3 separate regions of the Zea mays genome follow, and all the other regions are linked to region 2. Evidence: chromatin contacts called from public Hi-C data. All regions are on one chromosome and are shown on one strand. Each heading gives the region's core, a stretch centred on a gene start, on an enhancer-like site or on the middle of the called end of the contact. The rest is flanking DNA. Distances are from core to core; before and after follow the strand shown. Region 1 holds the start of LOC100382109. Region 2 holds the start of LOC100281365. Region 3 holds the start of LOC103655060.

Region 1 (3,722 bases), core at 1,123-3,622, 230 kb after region 2:
GTGGATGCGAACTCAAGCGTCCTCTGGTGTTTTCTCCATGAGAAGAAGTGGTGAAGCTGCTTGCGTTGTTCCTATATGATTTGTGTGACACTTTTACCATCCCGCCTTACGAGTTGGTCGATTTGCAGTGCTTTTAGCGGTGATGATGAGTGCTGATCCAAACAAAGTGAAGCCATGAAGAAAAATTGTTGGGATTGAAGGCGGGAGGCAACCAAGATGAAGTGAAAACTTTAGAGGCCCATTCAGAACCATGAGCTATCCCAATTTTGTGCACTAAACAATCAGACTCGACTCGCAGATGAGGGACATAATACATTGTTTGATTGCATGGACATTAGTACTAGTTTAAAAGGATGTTTGGTTCCCTTTAGCGACTAAAATTTAGTCACTTTTACCCTCTAAAATTCCAATCGAGGGGACTAAGAATCAGGGTTTACCACCTTACCGAAACGTGTTTCTCGGATTTCTCGATTTTTTTCGTTTTTTCTCAAATAAAATTCGACCGGAATTTAGAAAGAACACCTCAGTTTAATCAAAAACATATAAACCGTTTCTAAACCACCTAATGTTATTGTATACATATAACCCTTCTATAAATAGAAAAATGAATCACAAATTGACTGTGGATATATATATCCATAGAAAACATAGAGTAATAAGACAATCCAAATAAACCAAATATTACATAAATAAAGTTCTTTGGCAGCATCCATGCACCAGTGAATATAACACTAGTGTTGAGTCACAAATATTTGATAGTCCATAGTTCAAATAATACATAGAAATCAATCACAGTTCTAAATAACAACAATATTGTGCTGAAATTGAAACAGAGCACACAGTTGATACAATAGAGCCACATGTTCAAAATATTGCCATTAAATCAGTCCATGTATACGCCATATTCTTGTGCTTGTGCTTGAAGACTAGATCACTGTATTTTCCAACAGTAAGACAACACATCTATAATCTTAGATGTACTTAACATTCTCAAGCATGTATAGGCCCTTGATGGAGAGCTTCTTCTGCCTTTTTTTATCTTGGATGGTGAGGGATTGATTGTTCATCTTGACCTACAAAAGATGCATAAATATGAAAACAAAATACATTGATGAATTAATTATTTGCAAATACATTGTCGATTTCCCTTGCTTACCAGGACCATTATATTGGTATGTAGCTACATTAGGTTGTGTCCTAGCTAGCTGCAAAACATGGACCACTAGGTTCACCATCTTCATCATCACCAACACCTTTCACAATGATATTGAAGATAATTTGAATCATAAAAAGGACATGACAAATAGTGCATAATTAACTCAAAATTGAATTCACCATCATTGGAGTCACTGTCACCTGATTCGTTGTAGGTTGAGCTACCTCCTCCCTCACTACTATCTGATAGGAAATCATCTCCAATATCTTCTTCTACAACATTCCTTTAAAATTCCAAACGAGGTGACTAAGTAAGAACTAGGTACTTGAAATAGGGTTTTAGGAACTAAAGTTTAGTCACTAAAGTTTAGTAGGGTAACTAAGAGCGCGTTTGGTTGAGGAGTGGGGGAGAATAGAGCGACTCCATTCTAATTTTCTGGTTGTTTGGTTTACAATAAAATAAGAGCAGAGCGACTCCTATATCTTCATATGGAAATTTACCATAAATAGTTAGGACGCTCCGACCCCACACAAAACAACCGGATGCGACCGTTCTCCCGGAGGTGAGCGCTTTCCCTCCTTTTCTCCCATCTACACTCATACGACTCTACAACCAAACAAAGAATATAGCGGCTCCGCTCTATTCTAATCTTCAACCAAACAAAAAATTGGAGCAGCTCTGTTCGTTTTACCAAACGCAGAATAGAAGAGCTCCATTCTCAAATACTGATGTGAAACCACTCCATTTTATTTGACTCACCAAACAAACAAATCCTAAATGAACCAAATGCCTCTTGATTTGAGTTACCGATTCTCGTCGATATTAACGTGATATCCTCAATTATGGACTCTATTTTTTAGAGTGTGTTTGAATATAATAGAGCTAATAGTTAGTGGCTAAAATTAGTTGGAGACATCCAAACACCCTGAACTATTAGCTACTTCTAATAAATTAATTATTAGTTTAGCTAGCTAATATTACTAGCAATTTTTTAGCCAACTAACTTTTAACTCTATTACATTTGTTTCTGTGTAAAATATGCATGTTTTCATTTGTATCACAAAGGGGCGGAACCGCGCGAGCCCCACCAAACAGCCAGCTTCACAACGGACGAGAGGCGTCAGACAAAAAATAGAATCTGGTTGCTCATCTCATCTCACGACTCATAAAAAAATAGCGTCTTTTATCATATCCGTTGCTCGCAAAACGCCCCCACACGCCGCCGGCGAATCGGCGACTCCCCTTGCGACGGGAGGAAGCAGCCACGCCGCCGTCTCGGCGACTCCCTGACGACTGCCTCTCCGGTCTCGAACGCGATCTGGCCCATGGTGGCTCTGGCGCCGTTGGTTCGTGAGATCTAGGGTTGTCGAGCGCCGCGGAGTGGGAGCGGATGGGGCGCCGGAAGATGTCCGCAGCGGCGCCGCCGTCCCGGAGCTGGTCCAACGTTGGCGGGAGCGTAATCCCCGGTGAGATCTGCGGGTTGGTTCAATGCGTGTGGTAGCGTTAAGGCGTCGTGGATCGAAGCTTGCTAGCTTGTTTTTTATTGAAATCGGGGTGTGATTGGTGGGGCAGGGGAGTAGGTACGTTGAGATCAGGGTTAACTTTGGAAGCGGTTTCATAGGTGTGTGCGCTGTGGTGCTTGTGTTTGGGATGGCAATGATTGCTTGTATTCAGACGCAGATCACTGCATTGTGCGTACTTTATATAGCACCCCGTTTCAATTTGAAGTTTATGTTGGTTAAGGTGCTGTGCGGATAATCAGTTATATATTATAGAAAATTGAGTTACAGGAGAGAAATCACTTATGCAGCAGAGAGAATTGAGTTACATGAGAGAAATATAGGAAGTGTTTATTATGCTATGGAAGGCCATTATTTTACTTGGGTATCGTGGCCCGTGGGCAATGCATATTGGCACATGTTTGTGAAAAGTCTGTAGTTTCTGCAAGTAATATTTCCATCTGTATCATCACCTGAGGTGGACTTATCATCACCATTGGCTATTTGGCTTGCCGCAAATGACATTTACGACCATACCCCAAATGTCATTGACTAGCTTTGTGGTCTAGATGAAAAGTGTGCCTCAAATTGTGGTACAGATGGAAATCCCATTATGGAATTGTATTAGAGGGAATACATTAATTTAGTGTAATCAAAACACACATTTGATGTCATTTTAGCAAATATTCTTGTATTCTTCTTTTTTGTGAAATGCTAGACCGGGTTGATAAACAACTTAGTTATTTATGACAGATGAATTGGTTGCTGAAAACAACTGAATAGCATACTAATTGCTATGAATTAGCAGCAAACTTGGCTGTTAAAAGGACTTAATATCTACTACATAGCATGATACACACAACTGAAACTATGAATTGAGATCTTAGCTCATCAATTTGTCTAGGTTGCTGTGTTGCACTGTGAATTCATGACCAAAGTGTAAATGTCGCATCATGTTAATGAGCCTGATGACCCTGGTTCATAGCTGCAGCCATGTAAAATATTCCTTTCATTCTGTCACTTTACCAGGTGTCAGTGACTCAAAAAAAGTGTGGAAAGATTCCTCC
Region 2 (3,712 bases), core at 763-3,262:
TCATCGATAAGGCACAAAAACCTTTTAAGCATAAACATTCTACATTTCTGTGACTTAACTTACCGTACCTCTGCAGAATGTACATCAGTCATAATAATCTTGCGATGTCATAAATTACCACATTAGTCATAATAATCTTGCGATGTCATATATTACCAAAACCAAACAAGGACCCACACACTTTCAGAGTGGATCGCAGTAGTTCAAGATATGCAACATCCAATCGGCCAAAAGAATATATCTACTATCTCTCTTATTTTGTTTGCTCTCTATCTTACCATTCGTCACGTCTTGCTACGAGATTTGTCGGGATGCTGGTCTGTATGGTTTGCTGTCTTACTTGTTGCCTAAGAGTAGACAGATTTGAATGGTTAGGCATATGTTTGGTTTGCAGATTTGAATGTTTAACCTTAGACAAGTGTAACATAAATTATGTGGTAATTTTGACTCCTAAAACATATCCGCTATAAGATCGTATCCAGCAGTTGTCGATACATAAACTAAAATAGAGTTTTACTAACACCCGCTAGCATTTGTCCTTGGATTGGTATTATCAGTCTACTATATCATGTACTGTGTTCGAGGAGGTCGTATATTAAACAATGCGCTTAATCGTCGCTGAAGGATCTTTTTCGACGTCGTCGATGGAACCATTCAATTAAACGGCTTGCGGCTAGCTGGAGACAAATGTATGGAAACTGCTCACGCACGACACGTCTTCGCGGTGAGCCTCACCGGGTGTGGAGCTAGGCGGTGGCTGGACCCGGACCGGCAGGATCCGATCTGGCTCGCCCCGGAGCCGGCCGGGGCACGCGCCATGTCGCTCGGCCCAGGCACGGCCACGCCGGCGCGTCCGTGCGACAGGAGAGAGATTGAGAGTGAGGGATGTGTCGGTTCCTGCGATCGCGTGATGGGTAGGGATCGGAACGGGTCCACGTGGCGTCGCATGCATTGGCCAAGGTGGCGCTTGCGCGCATCCCCTCAGTTCTGGCCGGCCCCACGAATCCGTCCATCGTCGGTGCGCGGCAATGTTGCTGTTTATTTCATAATTCATAGCTAGTTTAGTTTGCAAACTTAAATCCCATTCAAACTAGTATTGAAGATTAAGCGATAAATTAGCTCATTTTCTCGTTAATACCCAAGAATTCTGGAGGGGATTTATTTTATCAAAATCGACTGCCTCGATCGCTGCATCCGCCAGTCTGGCTATGTATGTATGTATGTCGTGATCATGGGTTTATGACACTAAAGTTATGTTCCTTTTTTTCTAATAAAAAAAATCAAACTAGAACAAACTAAATACAGCCCATACTTGGGGGGTTGGGGGTTGTGGCCATGAGCGTTTCAGCTCCTCCCTGTCTGTCTATACAAGTGCATCTATCAGCTTTGACTGGAATTTAAACCACTCCGAGTCGCATATTCCATGTGGAAAGTATACATGGAATATATTTCAGCAACTGGTCCATGAAACCTTTTTTCAAAAATCATAGCTTCTGAATGTCCACGAACCTCTAGTTTCCTTACCAAAAGCAGTCATAAAAGGCGCCGGTTGTCTACGCCTTTTTTTTAAAAAAAATTTGGTGGATTGGCTCGTACCGAGACAGGACGTGTGTACACGTACTGTACATCTATGTCACTAGTTATTATTCGGCTGCAAATACGGCCACAGCATTCTTCCCGCCGTGTGACGACAAAAAAAGAAAAAAAACGAAACAAAATTATAGAGAAATACGGCCATCGGCCAGAACCAGTAGCTACCACTCCTGTCTATCTCAGTATCTCTACGCGCGAAAAAGGGCGACGACCCGGGCCCACCACGCGGCGCAACCGCTTCTTCCGCGGTGAACCAAACCAAACCAAACCAAACCAACCTCCTCCCCTGTCTGCCTGCCCTGGCTCCAGCTCCCGCCCGTGCACGCTCTCGCGCCGTTCACCGTCGCCACCTCCTCCCCTACCGGCCGCTCCGTCCATAAAACCCAACCGCTCCCAACCCACTCCACATTTCCTCCCCTGGGGTACACCGTGCACACAACCGCCGCCGCAGCCCCTCAGACTCCCTCCTCCTCCTCCTCCTCCGCGCGGGAACGGGAAATGGCGTCCACCACGGCCTCCCTCGCCCCCGCGGCCGCGCTGGAGCGGCTGGGCCTCCTCGCCGCGCCCACCGACGCCGACGACCCGTCCCCGCCGCTGCCCGCGCCGCTCCCGGGGCTCCTCCCCCTGCGCTGCGCCGTGCAGCACTACGAGTGGGGCCGGCGCGGCGCCGACTCCCTCGTCGCGCGCCTCGCCGGCGACGGGGACGGCCGGCCCTGCGCCGAGCTCTGGATGGGCACGCACCCCGCCGCGCCCTCCTCGCTGGCGCCCGACGTCTCGCTCCGCGACTGGGTCGCGCGCAACCCGGCCGCGCTCGGCCGCGCCGTCGCCGCGCGCTGGGGCGGCGACCTCCCGTTCCTCTTCAAGGTCCGTACGTCGCCTCCGCCATTCTCGTGCGGTGCCCCCACCCCTCCCCTTCCTTCAAATAAAAAAAAGAACGTATTTTTTTTTTTACCTCTCCTGTCCACTGAGCGAGCGAGCGCTCCGCCTCCTCCGCCCGCCGCGTTGCGTGCGCGCAGGTGCTGTCGGTGGCCAAGGCGCTGTCCATCCAGGCGCACCCGGACCGGGAGCTCGCCGCGGCGCTGCACGCGCTGCGCCCGGCCACGTACCGCGACGCCAACCACAAGCCCGAGATGGCCGTCGCCGTCACCGAGTTCCACGCGCTCTGCGGCTTCGCCGCCACGCAGGTACCCACGACGACGACGACGCCCGTCCCCGCATTTCCCTGCGGCCCTCCCCTCCGTTCGTGCGCGCCACGTGCGTTCGGTGCCTTGCCGAGAAAGTTTTATCGCTTTTTTTTTTGGTTTCCAACCAATCTGCGGTGATGGTTGACTTGGGACTTTGGATGGCATCAGCTGATGATGCCGTCTGCTGGATTCGTTCGTTTATTGGGCGAGTCCGATGGGTTTGCTGCATTGTTTATGTGACGTGCTGCAGGATTGTGCGGATGATTCCGGATAGTTAGGTGGGTGGAGTTGACTGACTGACGCCAGTTGTGGTGGGATCTGGGGGGCTGCGCTGCCCATGGGTTTAATTAATGGTACACATGAGTAGTAATGAATTAATCGATCATGAGAATGATTATTCTAATTCGTCATAAATAATTCAATTTGGTAGTTATATAGGAGTATACCAGTAATTAATGGCATAGATATACTCAGATCAATTGTTGAACAATCGATTGGATCCTCTGAACATTTTTATTCTTGTTCTGAGCTAGTGTCAGAAGAGGTTTATAAACAAGTAGCATGCACATGTTGGTAAATCGCATGCCTTTCGTGAGGTTTCCAACTTCTCACTGTGTGGCCTTTAGTTCCACGACAAGTCATACTGTCCACTAAAAGCTATTCTGTTGTGGCCAATGATATCTTAGCTGATGGGCCCTGATATACAGCTCATGTCCAAATCATATCCAGATGTGCTCTTGAGAAGTGCTTGCTAGTTTGGTGGGTGGAAGGCGTTTGCAGGAGGGCAAAAGAGCATAGTCTGGTGCAATTATCACAGAATTTTCTATGTCACATTCCAGAATTTAATTTCCTATAAAACCTTAGTGAGCAAATTAGATCACTAGGTTGTTGGGATAATATGTCAATTTACTTGAGGTTCACAAATAAAGTTCATA
Region 3 (3,343 bases), core at 169-2,668, 140 kb before region 2:
ATAGCATTACTAAACAATAACCTAAATCGATAAATAAGTTACCAATGGTATTATATGTTCCCGTTGCAATACTCCCAGATCCCCAAGGAAGAAAAAGATCCGGTCAAATATATGCGTCGATGCTCATCCCCAGCTTACATAAGTTATCAATGGTATTATATGTTTCCGTTGCAACGCACGGGCACACACCTAGTGAATGTATAATGGTGGTTCTCTTATAAAAACTGCAAGCCTAAATAGAATTTACAGAGATAGTTAACTTATTAGGATGTGTTCTGTTTGACTTTTGGTCATGGCTTCTACCTTCCAAAAACCAGAAGCCAAACCAAAGACCTTATTCTAACGAGCATCTTTTCTCAAAGCCGGCTTTCTCGTGTTGGAAATTGAAAACATGTTTGGAACTGTTTTTAGCGACTTTATTTTGAATGGGAGAACTTTCCCATATAGGCCTTTGGTGATGTTCTGAATGTATATAATTTTCCATTCCTATGTACTTTCCCATATATCGTCCTAATTGAAATACGTGTATGGATATTTCATGGACGTACCCCTGGGAAACAATTTGTCAAGAAATTTTAGGGAGACCCGTACTTGTTTGTTAAGATGGACCAATGCAATAAGGCTACGGTCTATGGACCGGACCTGACAAACTACTGAGGTGGTATTTTTGTCGCAAGAAGACTTGGAGACCTGAAAACAAAGTGTAGAAGCAAGGGTAAAGATTGACCTGATCCTTGCAGTGTTATTTCTTATTTGCATACTCTCTTTACGTCGTCTGGATGCTTGTCTCGTCCTGGCCGGCCGACATCACCTTGCCATTCATTTTTTTTTATTTCGCTCACGAGAATGAGAGCGTCGTCTGCCGAGTGCCGACTGCCTGCTTGTTACAGCTCGAGCGGCAAAGAAAGCGCGTGTGTCAACTCGGCCAAGGTCTGTCGTCAACTCATCCTTGTTTTTTCAGAGAAATGACGACCTCATAGCACACGGAGAGTCGGAGACTGTCTCGCTCTCACGTCTGGACCAAGTCTAAAACAATCCATTGCTGCTGCTGCTGCTGCTAGACGAAGTAGTATGCACACAAGATATGTTGCATGCTCTTGCTAGTGCCTGTGACTGTGAGGGCTGTGTGAGTCATCAAAAGCTGTAGACGCAATTAATTCATCAGTGGGCACACCACTGCACTACATGCAGCACTTGTTTAAGCCTCGATCAACTCTTTCAGAACTACTGCTGCAATTCAGTGTGTGTGTGTGTATACAAGGACGTACTGTTTTAATTTACTTGTTGAGAGATAAGTTAATGTAAATAAATTAGGTTCCGTACGTGGAGGGGCACAACCTATCTGCTGTTTGAGTGCTGCATCCACTATATATATGTGCGATATTCTTTCAGAGCTAGCCGGTACGCGCGGGCTGTGTAGTGGGTTGGTGGATAAGAAAGAGACAGAGACCTCGTCCTGATCGTCCCCAATGTGTTCCAGCTTGTTTTTTATCTCATTCAGTCTTCTCTCCCAGATCTCACCGTCGTCGTTCTCGATCACCGGCCGCCTGCATGCGTCTTTCGATCGGATCCCCTGCCAATGCGCAAGGAAAGGAAGAAACAACTAATTAACCAACCCATGCTTCGTTGTTATACTTTTTCTAGGTCGATCGTATAGAAAAGCTCGTCCCGCCCCGCGCGCGTGGTAAGCAAGCACTTCTTCCGAGCTAAAATATATAGCGATGATGGGCTACAGATACTCATCATGATCGTGCGTGCGTGGATGCTGCTTGAGAAGCCTCAATTGACACTATAGCAGCTACAGTCATTGTCGACGGCTAGGTCCCGCAAAAAAATAAGCTACAATTTATTTGTCCACAGCAAAGTCGCTATAAAAATAGCCGCGCCGACCGAGCTAGGGCCGCCGGATCCATCCAGCTCCATGCAAGCGGACCACCCGGCCGGCCCCATTATATTGGACGATCGATGCAGTCAGTACTCGAACATAGTGACTGAGTGGCCCGCAGCAGCTCTAGCGCAAGGACGACTGCAGCTACACTGTTTGTTTGTTCAAGAAAGCCTGTAGGATCGATCGGATCGGATCGGATCGGACAGAGCGAGCTATAGCTAGCTAGGGCTAGCTAGCTAGATGGCGAGGCTACGCCTGGCGGTGGTCGCCGTCGCCCTGGCCTTGTGCTGCTGCCTCATGATCCACGCGCCGACGACAGGTGCCGCTGCTGCCGCCGACGACGCCTCGTTTCCTCCTGGTAAGTATGGTGTGGTTGTCGTCGTTGTCTCGCTCCCAGGATTTCTGTAGCTACTTAATTAGCCAGTTTCTCACGCATGCACCTTATAAACAATCTGATCGTCGAGCAGGACTGGAGGTGGCGGCGCAGCAGCAGGATACCCGAGTGGCGGCTCCGCCGCCGTCGTCGTCGCCGGGCGCACAACACCATCAGGTGGTGGCTAATTCATCGATCTAGCTGTATAATAATAGTTAAATACACTCTACTGGATCGGAGTGACAACTTCATCGTTCTCGTACGTCATTCAGGAGGCCGCCGGCGGCGCCGTAGCTGCGGAGGCGGCGCCCGTCGGGAGGAAGAGGACGGAGCTGGAGCTGGTGGAGGACTACCCTGGCTCCGGCGCCAACGACCGCCACTCGCCGTGGGCACAGAAGCGGAGGAACTGATCGTCGATCTTGATCCACGATCGATCGATCGAGTCACCTCTCTGGATTTTTTTTTTTGGTTCCACACGCACAGCAGTTTCGTATGCAGGGCGTTTCGCTACTGTAGCTATATAGTATGTACGGCTATACGATTATACATCGTATTTGTACTTGTATATTATTACTATATGCGTACGCTGTCGCCGCGTGTCGGACCATGCCTCCGTGATCCGTGGAGCGAATCATACGGCGGAATACTATACTATGGCACTGTGCTCGAGTGAGTAGCTAGTCTGCACGAATTAGGGCCTGTTTGTTTGGAAATGCAGTTTTAAAACATTATAGTTTTAAGATACTATAGTTTATAATTGTATATGATACAAATACTACGGCATTAATTTACCACAGTAAAACTACAATATTGCTCAAAACCGTGATTTGTTTGATTTCATTGGAAAAACAAAGTATATATAGAAATGAGAGAAGAACCTGCTGAGTGGAGTTTCAAAAACTCCAAAACTACCGCGGTTTTGGATAAACTATGGTATTTAAAATTGTGTTTTACCTGAACAAATCAAACACTTTTTAAATTTCAATACTATAGTATTATCAAATACCATAATATTATTTCAAAACTGCAAAAATACTATACTTCTAAACAGGGTCTTCATGGCCACTCGATCGACGCCCAAC

The links. A called contact is a pair of places that touch in the nucleus more often than the background predicts.
Region 1: a contact with region 2 is called in a Hi-C map of ear, with 1.8 times the contacts expected there. The contact joins the promoter of LOC100382109 here to the promoter of LOC100281365 in region 2. A contact is called at or near these places in 3 of 25 Hi-C or Micro-C datasets (ear, leaf and tassel).
Region 3: a Hi-C map of leaf shows a contact between it and region 2, with 4 times the contacts expected there. The contact joins the promoter of LOC103655060 here to the promoter of LOC100281365 in region 2. A contact is called at or near these places in 8 of 25 Hi-C or Micro-C datasets (bundle sheath, ear, leaf and 2 more).

The regions. Positions count from the first base shown.
Region 1 is chr4:7,641,749-7,645,470 of Zm-B73-REFERENCE-NAM-5.0, reverse strand. LOC100382109 reads left to right here and starts at 2,372. Exons shown (of 8, transcript NM_001174870.1): 1 at 2,372-2,622. The coding sequence starts at 2,547.
Region 2 is chr4:7,876,234-7,879,945 of Zm-B73-REFERENCE-NAM-5.0, reverse strand. It overlaps LOC100281365, which reads left to right and starts at 2,012. Exons shown (of 5, transcript NM_001367350.2): 1 at 2,012-2,457; 2 at 2,610-2,777. The coding sequence starts at 2,323.
Region 3 is chr4:8,017,033-8,020,375 of Zm-B73-REFERENCE-NAM-5.0, reverse strand. LOC103655060 reads left to right here and starts at 1,418. Exons shown (of 3, transcript XM_020551799.3): 1 at 1,418-2,246; 2 at 2,356-2,438; 3 at 2,534-3,005. The coding sequence starts at 2,129. The coding sequence ends at 2,671.